Regions from separate parts of the Sus scrofa genome. Here region 2 is linked to region 1. Evidence: chromatin contacts called from public HiChIP or PLAC-seq data. All regions are on one chromosome and are shown on one strand. Each heading gives the region's core, a stretch centred on a gene start, on an enhancer-like site or on the middle of the called end of the contact. The rest is flanking DNA. Distances are from core to core; before and after follow the strand shown.

Region 1 (5,911 bases), core at 2,218-4,717:
CATTGCTGTGGCTGTGGCACAGGCTGGCAGCTACAGCTCCAATTCAACCCCTAGCCTGGGCACCTCCATGTGCCACAGGTGCAGCCCTAAAAAAAAAAAAAGAAGAAAGAAAAAAAAATACAAAAAGAATTGACTTTGGCTTAGGTTTCATTTGCTCACTAAACTATGAAGGCATCAGAGCCATCTCAGTCTAATGGCCTCGTATGAATACGCAAAAATATGCTATGAAAGCAATTTTTTTTTTGGGGGGTCTTTTCTAGGGCCGCTCCCGTGGCATATGGAGGTTCCCAGGCAGGGGTCTAATCGGGAGCCACGGCTCACGGCAACGCCGGATCCTTAACCCACTGAGCAAGGCCAGGGATCGAACCTAAAACCTCATGGTTCCTAGTTGGATTTGCTAACCACTGCGCCATGACAGGAACTCTGAAAGCCTGAATTTTTATCTTCTATTAAGCTTAGTTTCTTCCTACACAAACTGTAAGCAAATGAAAATAATAACATTTGGTCTACCTGTCAAGGTTACTAAATAGCTAAAATGAGATCATATTCTGAGAACTGTGCTATTGAATTACATGGAATTGTTACTCATGCTTATTAAATAATTTCCTAATTCTAGTAATTTAGAGACCTTTATTGAATAGAAACTATTGCATGGTATTTTGTAATGATACTAAGGTTGTTAGAAGCCTTCCTTGATTCCCCATTCACATCATCTGACAGGTTCCCTTGAAAAATAGAGGGTGGGCCCTAAAAAGAAAAAGAAAAAGAAAATAAAAATGGAGGGTGGGAGCTCCTGCTGTGGCCCACTGGGTTTAAAATCCAACTGCAACGGCTTGCATAGTTGCTTTGGAGGTGCAGGTTTGATCCCCTGCTCGCTGCAGTGGTTTTTAAGATCTGGCATTCCCACAGCTGCGGCATAGTTCACAGCTGTGTCTCAGATTCAATCCCTGGCCCAGGGACTTCCATATGCCTTGGGTGTGGCCATAAAAAAATACAATAAATAAAATAAAATAAAAATAAAAATGGAGGTTGATGACAGTTTCCTCGTAGCTCAGCAGGTTAAGGATCCTGTGTTGTCACTGCTGTGTCTCAGGTTTGAAACCTGGCCCAGAAACTTCTGCCAAAAAAAAGAAAAAATGGAGACTGGTGGAAAAATTGAGAATGGGTATCACTTCCAGAAACAGACCCACAGACATAGAAAAGAAACTTATGGTTACCAAAGGGGAAGGAGGAAAGGAGGGATAAATTAGGAGTTTAGGATTAACACATATACCCTACTATATAAAAAACAGGTAAACAACAGCGACCTACTCTATTGCACATGGAACTATATTCGAAATCCTGTAATAATCTACAATGGAAAAGAATGTGAAAAAGAATATATATACACACATAGCTGAATCACTCTGGTATACAACCCGAAACTAACACAACATTGTAAATCAACTATAATTAACAAGAGTTCCCACTGTGGCTAGCAGGTTAAGGATCCAGGCTTGTCTCTGCACTAGCCTGGCCCAGTGGGTTAAAGATGTGGTTGAAGCTGCAGTTTGGATTCCTTGGCCCAGGAATTTCCATAGCCTCAGGTATGGCCAAAATTTTTGGTCATAGCAAAAAAATCATCTAGACTACATTCTAACCCTAAATCTGGGATTAGCTAGCCTCAGTATCCTCACCTGGAAAATTCTATCATTAAGCAATTACTATAGAGATCTTTTAAGAAGGCAATAATGCAGAGAAGAAAAGGGGAAGTTATAAGGAGAGAAAACAACACTTCTGAATAAAGGAGTAAAGGTATAATTGAAAAAGAGCCCAAAGGAGTTCCCCTCGTGGTGCAGTGGAAATGAATCCGACTAGGAACCATGAGGTTGTGGCTTCACTCAGTGGGTTAAGGATTTGGTGTTGCCGTGAGCTGTGGTGTAGGTCACAGACGTGGCCCAGATCTGGTGTTGCTATGGCTGTGGCATAGGCTGGCAGGTGCAGCTCTGATTGGAACCCTAGCCTGAGAACCTCCACAGGCAGTGAGTGCAGCCTTAAAAAAAGACAAAAGACAAAAAAAAAAAGAAAAAAGAAAATGAGCCCACAGCCTCCTCTTCTCCCCACCAAACTCTATTCTGAGCTACTATCATAATCTAAAAAACTGTTTAATAATTTTTACAAAAGCTTTGAATACTTTTTATCTGCCCAATCAACTAAAAATGTCTTTCAGGCCCAAAGCGTTAATTGGGTCAATAAACTTTGGATTGCCTATATCTGTTTTCCTTTTGCGGACACTGTTACACAACAGTCCTAGTTGAGCAACTTGTAATGGTGAGAGTCTTGGCCCTACATTCCTTTCGTGCCACTGTCTGGTAAACAGAGGGTGAACTTTATTTAGCTGTTTCACCCTTCCTGGAAGGGTGCCTGAATTTCACCACGGGAAAGCAAGTAGAGACGGCTCTGACTTAAAGTGGTTCAACCTACGATTTTTCGACTTGATGATGGTATGAAAACTACACATACTTAGTAGGAACCACACATAGTTTTGAATTTTCATCTTTTCTTGGGTTACCCATATGCAGTATGATACTCTCTCCCTCCATGTTGAAGGTCCTAATCGGCCACCCAGTCAAGAGGGTAAAAAATACCTTTACAACCCTTCTGTTTTTCCTTTTCAGTACAATAATCAATAAATTACATGAGATAATCAACACTGTTATAAAAAAGCTTTGCATTAGATGATTTTTGCCTAACTGTAAATTAATGTAAGCATTCTAACCACGTTTTAAGGTAGGCTAGGCTGAACTATGTTGGGTATGTTAGGCCTGTTAAATGCATTTTCCACTTACAATATTTTCAACTTCCCATGGGTTTATCAAGACATAATCCCATCTGAAGTGGAGGTAAAATCTGTAAAGAGAATAGGCGAATGGGTGTTGAGGGGAGAGCGCACCGCCCAGAGAGCTCGAGGAAGGAGAAGCAGAGGGGGCGTGGAGTGACAAAGCTGGTGTCAGAGTAACTTCAGAATCCAGAAGCTGAGCACCCCGGTGGCTGGGAGGTGGACAGGGGGTGGGGGAAAGGCCCCAGAGCGGGGGTGGAGGGCGTGGTTAGTTTTCGGTAAACACTGAAAGATACCGGGAAGAGAGGAAATGAGGCCAGCGATTTCGCGAGCTGAGATGCTCTTCAACAAGCTCTACAACTTTTCAGAAAAGAGCGAAGCTGTTCCATAAAGAACACGTTCTTGTTAGGAAAGAAACTACACTCCCACTCTGCAACCTTTCCTCTAAAGGTAGTCTCCGACCTCCAGGCGCAGCCCCAATGAGAAGCTGGGACAACCTCCAAAATAACTAAGAGCAAAACTCAGCGTGAGGAACTACAAGTCCCAGGATGCAGTGCTGCCTCGGCCAATCACGACAGTACCCTCCAGGGAAACTACAAATCCCGAGATGCAGTGCTGCCTCAGGCCCCCCCCCTCCACCCTCCACCCCCCTCCCCTCTCCTCTCCCACCACCTTCTTGAGGATGCTCTAACCCTCCGCAATCAGATCGGGGTCGGTGCTGCATGCTGGGAATCAGAATACCCAGAATAGGATTGGTTGAGACTTGCCGAGGACCGCCGTCCTTCCAGGCTGGCCTGGGGGTGAAGGGAGGGGGCGCTGCACACTTCCTGTGGACGCCGGCAAGCGACGGACTCAGCGCGTCCCTGCCTCGCCAGGTACTAATCTCCCGCGCGTCGTAGAAAGCGTCCGTGACCCAGCGGAAGTGATTCCTCTAACTGCCCCGGAACCCACGGCGGCAGGCGGCTGGGGGTGGGGGGGTGGCCCTGGTGTAGGGGCTGTGGCGGTGCGCGGGGACCCGGTGCGGTGGCTGCGGTGGCTGCGGGGCTGACGAGTGAGTCTCGGGCTGGGGTGGGACCGGAGCTCCGGGTTCGCGTGGGGGACAAGGGAAGCTCGTACTGGGCTCGCTTGCAACCTCACTTCCCACCTCTTCCCATTTGGGCGGGGAAGGAACGGAAGCTCTTAACCTCCCCCTGGCGTCTTCAGCTCCTGGTTTGGGGGAGGGGAGAGGAGGGCGGCGGGACCTTTCCTGGCGCAGATCCGTGGGCTTGGAAAAGAGGGAAAAGGAGGGGCGGCGGCCGGCGAGACTGGGCCTCCTCGGGGTTGTGAGCGGGGAGGGTGGAGTGAGTAGCATGGCAGCCCTGTCGCTTTTCCTTTTTGCTTTCCCCGGGTGCACTCAAGATTTCGTCCTTTTCTTGGAGTCAGCTCCTAGTCACAGGAGAGGGTCCTTCACTCTTTGCAGCTGCGGGACCCGGAGAAGTTCATCTTTTGGGCAACTTGTCGGGTGATCTCAGCCTGACGTGGTGATTTGGGGCTGTCGTGCATCTGCCTCCCAGGCTCATCTGAAAGGCGGTATCTCGTGTAAAGTACAGTGGCCATTAAGTTACTCTGATGGAACTAGTTCGAGTTTTCAGTGCGAGCATTTCTACTCTGCATCGCCTTCAGTATAAGAAACAACCGAAATCCTTTTAGGGTTTTAAAACCTAATTTTCACACTGCCAAATTTGCTTTTTGATCCCCGACTAATTTCCTTTTTCGTTTAGCGGACTAAAATGATACATCTCTAATCTCGTTTATGTTATAAATGTAATATAATTCATAATACAATCCACGGTTCACACGTTGGTTCATTCATTGTGGAGACACAGTGGCAAGGAGACAACTATGGTTCCTTGTCACCTTGGTTATTAATTACTTATTGCCAGTGATAGTTTGGGATTCATGTTTAATTTTTAAATGACTGTTCTTTTTTCCGTTAAGTATGAGATAACATAGTAACTCTCTACCATTCCAAAATATACATGGATAAATTTATTTTAAATGGAGGATGCTGATTTCATTACCTTATGGTAATTCTGTAATGTAATTAGGCAATTGTTTGTAGTCAGAAGTTACAGTCAGTCCTATGTATCAGGTTCTAAAGTAATAGTTTTAAAATTTATTGAAGTATAGTTGATTTACGATGTGTTAATTTCTGCTCTACGGCAAAGTGATTCAGTTATAGTGTGCCTCTGCTAATCCCAAACTCCCAACCCCTCCACCTTGGCAACCGCAAGTCTGTTCTCTATGTCTGTGAGTCTGTTTAGTTCTAAAGTAATATTTATACTTTATAAATTGCTTGTTTGTGATTTTTTGGTAGATTTTTCAGTACTTGAAAATAATCTGGGAAATCTTTGTATTTACATTGATATGCATTAATGCATTTTAGCTAGCCCGTCCTAAATGTTTACTGTTTCATTATTAAATAAGATCAGAAAAAGCCCACCCAGTAATGCTTGAAATTTCAAGGCTTGGTGACTAAGAAAACAATAGTGCCATTCACTCAAATATTTACTGAGCATCTTATATGTGCTAGGCACTCTATGCGCCTACCCTCATGGAGCTTGAAGAAACAGGCTATATGTTAAGTAAGAAAATATTTAGTTTCAGGTGGCGTAAATGTGAAATGACTGTAGCAAGATTAGAGTTAGATTAAGTTAGAGTGACTAGGGTGGGGGTGTCGAATTCTGAAAGGGAGAGGGAGGGAGACCTACCTCTTTGAGGAGTTGATATTTTGCCCGGAGACCAAAATAATGAAGATCTGAAGGAAGAGCTTTTAAGAGAGCAGTAACCGCAAATGCCTAGACCTTAAGGGGGAATGAACCTAACCTATTAGAATACTTAGAAGGCCAGTGTGGCTAAAGCATAATGAAAGAAGAGTGATGGGAGATGAGATCAGAGTGGGTAGCAAAGACTAAATAAGATAGTTCTTGTTCTGTCCCGTAATGAGAAGCCATTAGAGGATTTTGTGCAAGGGAGTAACATTTGGTTTATGCTTTTGATGACTAGCTGCTGAGTGGCCAATTGACTGATTTGGAGGAAAGTGGAAAAACCAGC
Region 2 (6,260 bases), core at 290-2,789, 44 kb after region 1:
GAACTCCAAGTTAATAAAATGACAGATTTTAAGCTTTCATTCCGATAATGTAAAAGCCTTCTACTCAACACGTCAGCCACCTACATTAAAAAAAAAAAAAAAATAGAACAGGAGGTGCGAACTTTTGGCTTCCAGTTTTCCTGGAATAAACCAATAACATCTTCGGTTTTGGAATAGATTTTAAAAACGTGGCTTCTCATACATCTTGGCAGAACTGGTGCATTCCCAGAATAAATTCTGTGTACTCAGCTCTCCCTCTTCAAATATATCTCTAGGTGGAATGACCACAAAACTGCCCACCACGAAACAGGCTGAAGAGAAGTCTGGATGTGATAGAAAGTATAAGTGACACTGGTACATTAAACAATCTCATGCTTAGGATGAAACCTCTAAACAAGTGTCAGTGCCATAACAACATAACTATTACAGATACATGCGCAGTTTAAAACTGAGGGGTTGCGGTAAAGAGGTGGAAATTGCACAAAAAAACTTCAAAACATTCTCTTTCCCTTCAGGCAAGATTCAGCTCTACAAATCTGCCCTTGCCTTTAAAATATCAAAGTTCTGTTCTGCTCTCAATCCTCATCCCGTTGTATAAGCAAATCAGTGTCTCTCATCCCCAAATTAGGAATATGAGAAGTCTTCCAGGTGCGTAAAGACCAGAAAGCTGCCCTGCGGAAGTTTTATCTTGCCCCAAGCTGTGAAAGTGGGCACTGTGGTGTAGAGAGGGCATCGGAAAGAAAAAAATCTATAAACTATACACCTCTGATTGGAAGAACAAAACAACCCCCCCCCCCCACAAAGCCCACGGGTGTGGACATCATCAGGATCTTATGTTATAGATAGAAAAAAACAACCATGGGGCTCGAATCAGAACCCGACCAGCGTTTCCTAAGCGATCCGGGTAGCGAGTGGGCTCGTCGTGGAGGCCAGAGAGTTGGACGTGACCGAAGGTATAGACAGCGCCATTCACCGCGCCTCAGCTTGCCCTTCCCCCTGGGCGCCTAGAGCACCAGCCAATCCCCTCACGCCATCTCCTTCCCATCGGAGGCCCCGCCCCCAGCGCCCGGGATGCTGGGCCCCCGCGGCGTGACGCGAGCACGGCAGCTCCGCCCCCTGCGTCTCTGGCCTCGCCGGCCTAGGGGGGATGGTTCCATCATGGCGTCAATGCAGGTAAGAGGAGTTTGCAGCATCTGGGCGGGCTCTGGAGCCGTGCAGAGGATGCGAGTGTTTCTTTGAGCTGGGTGTCTGGGACTCTGGGGCACCCGGGCGGGTCCCGGAGCGGCTCCGTGGCCGGTCCTTCCCCAGAGTCAGGGCGTTGGGAGGGGTGAGAGGCTGCGAGAAGGGGGAGTCTCGGTCGGTCGAAGCGGACACAAGCCGGCTAGGAAGTTGGGGGATAAAAGAGACTAAGGGGAGGAAAGGGCGAAGTTTGATGTTGCCTCAGCGGCAGTGGTCTCGGAATTACTTCCAGCTCACACCGACGGCTGCCGCTGGCCTCCCCCCCCACACACCTCCCGCCCCAGGGATGCGTTTTCCTCCGCGGTCCCCGGCTGGGCGGAAACAGCTGCTCTCGCCGTTGTCGTTGGGGCAGGGGCGGCCCTAAGAGGGGCTGAGTGTCGGGGAGCCGAAAAGGCGTTCCCGGAGAAGGCGGCTGGCTGCAGGGGCGCTTCGAGGCCTCTGCTCAGGCCTCCCACGCCGGGCCTCCCTGTCTGCTTGGCCCCTCGGCTCTCCTTTTGACTCTTAGTCCTTTGCCCCATGGGTATCTTCCTTTATCAGCCTCTGTACTCTCAACGAACGTACGCCCGGCAGCGCATTTTCTCACTCTCCTCGCAGCTGCCCTTAGTCCGTCAAAATCATTTGCCGCCTAAATATTGCAGTCTTCCCGGGAGATAAGTCTCCAGCTCCCTATACCTCCCGAGGTAGCTCGCCTTCAAATCTTTTTTTTTTTTTTTCCCCTAACACTGCCCCACCCTTGCGGTCGCGGTAAGGCTACAACCCTTCTTCCCCAGATCTTTAGTGGAACCTTAGTTTGGCAGGAGGCGTTTGTTAACCCGTGTTACAGCTACCTGACTTGGCAATGCCTGGTTTTCTGGTTTCCCAACTTAATATACTCCTTTTTTCCAAATTCAAGGAGTTTGGTGGGGTTTTTTTCCCCAGGCAAAGATGGCATCCGCGATTGCAGTTTTATAAAGATTAACTCTGCATTATCTCTAGCTTGCATTTAATTTATAGATGAAGACCAGCTCTGTCAAAACATAGAGAAGGCAGAACTCCCGTTTGGAGTGTCAACGGAGCGCTTTTTAGAGTTTTAACAACATCTTAAAGGGACCACGTCTTTCTTAGAAGGATTTCGTGCTTTTGTTTCTAGAAGAATGAGCAAGTGTGCCTATCCTTCTTCTGTTCTTTCCTCTTTTTAGGCGAGGACAGTGCTTTTCTTTAATCTCTTCTCTTTTCTACATCTTCTTTCTCTTTCGTGCATGTGTTTGCTTCACATTTACCTCTGTGCTTTTGTATTATTTCTTCCCTTTCAGCCTGTTCCCCATACAATACTCTTTTTACCTTTGTGTCTCCCACTGGACTTTCTTGCAGAATAGAAAAAACAAATTTGTATGTAACATTCCCAGTTGAAGAGATACCATGAAAACAGTCAGAGAAAAAACAAGAACAATTTCAGGAAACATTATACTTTACCCTAGTCTCCCCAGAGACGTTAGAGAAGTTTCATCATTTGAGGCCAAAAACGGAACTGTAGAACACCAGTTGAACAGTAGATTGGCTATATGACCAATTTAAGATTATGTATATTAAGATTAAAACCTTTCTTTTTAAGACTAAAAAGATTAAAATCCACAGTACTTCTGATTATATTTGGCAGGAGGGTTTTTGGGATAACTAGCTGATTCAGTTTAGACAGTAAGTGTCTGGAGAAGGCAGATTGCCCTTTTTAAAAGAAAAAACTGAGTTGGTACAAAACTTAATGGTTGACAGTCTTGACTTTTACATAGTGGCTTAAGCAATGGCAACAATACTTCATGCAATACTGCATTTTTCTGTATCCCAAGTGCTACCTCTGACTGTCTTTTCACCCTTTATTCCTGTAGGTCTTCTGATTAGAGGAATAGAAAACTGATGTTTCCCTTTTTAAAAAGCTAAATCTCTCTTTTTTTTAATGTGTATTTATTTGTACTTTGAGATATCTGAAACATTTTTGGTAGTATCTTTTTTATTTTTAAAATGTTTTTACTGAAGCATAGTTGATTTACAATACTCTAAACTTCGGGTGTACAACATAGTGATTCACAATTTTTAAAGATTATACTCCATTTATAATTACTGGAAAATATTGGCTATATTCCCTGTGCTGTAGAATATGTCCTTGTAGCTTATTTATTTTGTGCAGAGTAGTTGGTACCTCTTAGTCCCCTCCTCTTATCTTGTCCCTTTCCTCTTCTCCACTGGTAACCACTAGCTTATTTCTCTATATCTTTGAGTCTGTTTCTTTTTTTGTTGTTGTATTTACTGGTTTTATTTTTTGGATTACACATGTAAGTAATAGTGTACGTTACTTCTTTCTCTGACTGATTTCACTAAGCATAGTACTCTCCAAGTCCATCCATGTTGTTGCAGATGGCAAAGTTTAATTTTTATGGCTGAGTAGTATTCCATTGTGTGTGTCTGTACTTTGTGTGTATGTGTATCTTCTTTATCCATTCATCCCTTAATGGACACTTAGGTTGTTTCCATATCTTGGCTGTTGTAAATAGTGCTGCTATGAACATTAGGGTGCATGTATCTTTTACATTAGTGTTTCATTTTCATTGAATATGTACCCAGCAGTGGAATTGCTGGATCATATACTCATTCTAATTTCAGTTTTTTGAGGGTGCTCCATACTGTTTTCCATTGTGGCTGCACCAATTTACATTCGCATCAGCAGTAGACTTTTCTTTACATCCTTTTCTGGTAGTATCTTAACATTTTAACATAGATAAATCCAGCATTTTGAAACACAACACTTTGTGTTATAGGTATTCTGTGTCTTTGAACAAAATTTTTTCCTGATCATGTTAATAGCAAAGTTTAACTCTTTTTCAAAACAATTAAATTACACATAAAACTACAACCACATTTTGAAATTTGCTCATTCTTTCATCAGTTACTTTTTGAGGGCCCACTGTGTGTCAGATATTCATCTAGGTGCTGGAGATACAGCAGTGAACTAAAGCAGACAAGATTTCTGCCCTTGTAATAGTCTACAATAAAAACAAAGTAAGTTGATTGCATATTGTATTAGGAGGTGATAGTACTATAGAGAAAAACTGTGGAAAGATGTTAGTAAATTGCTATTTTTTGAATTTCAGTTCTTAGGAAAAAGTAAGCTATACGAGAATGCTGCTCTAACTATGTCCTTACCTAAAAAGTTTGCAGTAGATTTCTTTATCTTTTCCACACCAGGATATTACTGCTGCGGAAGAGGTTATTTAAGCTGTAAGAGGAACTGCATTTTTATTTTTTTATTTTATTATTATTATTATTATTTTGTCTTTTTGCTATTTCTTGGGCCAATCCCTCGGCATATGGAGGTTCCCAGGCTAGGGGTCGAATCGGAGCTGTAGCCACCGGCCTACGCCAGAGCCACAGCAACGCTGGATCTGAGCCGCATCTGCAACCTACACCACAGCTCACGGCAATGCTGGATCCTTAACCCACTGAGCAAGGGCAGGGACCGAACCCGCAACCTCATGGTTCCTAGTCAGATTCGTTAACCACTGTGCCATGACGGGAACTCCAGAAACTGCATTTTTAAAATATGCATATTATACAAGTGTAACATAAGATGTGATTACTTAGAGTTCCCATTGTGGCTCATCAAGTCAAGGACTTGATGTTATCTCTGTGAGGATGTGAATTCCATGCCTAGCTCAGTGGATTAAGGAAAAAACTGCAGCATAGGTCACAGATGGGGCTTGGATTCAGTGTTGCTGAGGCTGTGAAATAGGCTTCAGCTGCAGCTTCAGTTCAGCCCCCTAGCTTGGGAAAGTTCTATATGTTGCAGGTGGGGTGTTAAAAAAAGAACTGAGGCCAGGGATTGAACCCAAATCCTCACAGACACTAGGTCAGGTTCTTAACCTGCTGAGCCACAATGGGAATTTCTAAATTGAAGTATAGTTGATTTACAGTGTGTTAATTTCTGCTGCACAGGCGTTCCCTTCTTCGCTCAGAGGTTAACGAACCTGATTAGCATCCATGAGGACACGGGTTTGATCCCTGGTCTCGCTCAGTGGGTTAAGGCTCCAGCATTGCCATGAGCTGTGGTGTAAGTTGCAGACACAGCTGGGATCCCAGCTTGCTGGGGCGGTGGCTGCAGCTCCTACTCGACCAACCCCTAGCTTTAGAACCTCCATGTGCCTCTGGTACAGCCCCAAAAAGAAAAAAAAAAAAATCTGCACAGCAAATTGATTCAGCTATACATATATATACATTTGCTTTTCTCTTCTCTTTTTGGCTGTGCCCTTGGCATGCAGAAGTTCCTGGGCCAGGGATTGCTAAAACTTCGTTTTAAAAAAATTGCCCAGGGTCTGGAATCAGAAGACCTGAATTCAGGTTCTGTTTGACTGTTAAACAACTGTTTTGCACAAAAATCAGTGTGTAATGGTTAAGACAAAAGTAGAGTAACAGAGGTAAACATTTATGAAACTGCTTTTTAAGTTTCCTTCCCTAAACCTGTTCTTTTTGTAATATTCACCATGTGGTACATGGCAAACTTCATTTTCCATTTGTTCACCCAGAAACCTTGATTTCATCCCACCCTATAGTCGAACCATCAGCAAATCCTATCGCACTCTACCTTCAAAAGAAATCCAGAATTTTCTTGTGGTGTAGCAGGTTAAGGATCTGGCTATCTGGCGTTGTCACTGCAGCAGCTTGGGTTGTTGCTGTGGCTTGGGTTCAGTCCCTGGCTGGGGAACTTCCACATGCTGCGGGGCCAAAAACAACAACAAAACTGAATCCAATTGTCTGCTCTTCTGCATCATTACCTGATGTAAATCATCATCTGTCATCTGCATTATATCAACAGCTTCCTAACTGGTTTCCCTGCCTTGTCCTGTGCCCTCACCGTCTTTTCTCAACTCATTATTTAGATTCAAAATAGCAGTCAAATGTCACTTCACTCATTCTGTGGCTTCCTTTTTTTATTCAGAATACAATCTGAAATTGCTGATAATGACCAGGAAGGCCTTATATCATCCACCTCCACA

What was found. HiChIP or PLAC-seq counts read pairs in DNA pulled down with a chosen protein or histone mark.
Region 2: a contact with region 1 is called in an H3K27ac HiChIP or PLAC-seq map of skeletal muscle. The contact joins the enhancer-like site here to the promoter of ELOC in region 1. A contact is called at or near these places in 13 of 47 Hi-C or Micro-C datasets (alveolar macrophages, blood, fetal heart ventricle and 7 more) and 2 of 2 datasets of contacts at active chromatin or transcription factors (alveolar macrophages and skeletal muscle).

Annotation. Positions count from the first base shown.
Region 1 is chr4:61,967,636-61,973,546 of Sscrofa11.1, forward strand. It overlaps ELOC (elongin-C), which reads left to right and starts at 3,468. Exons shown (of 4, transcript XM_001927321.6): 1 at 3,468-3,693.
Region 2 is chr4:62,013,187-62,019,446 of Sscrofa11.1, forward strand. No RefSeq gene overlaps it. Among named protein-coding and RNA genes, the nearest start is that of UBE2W, 30 kb to the right of the region's middle. Within about 2 kb of position 1,540, at least 81 of the 83 cell types and tissues checked have an H3K27ac peak or open chromatin away from gene starts, as enhancers often do. A contact at or near this core is called in alveolar macrophages, fetal liver, liver and 3 more, where this site is marked.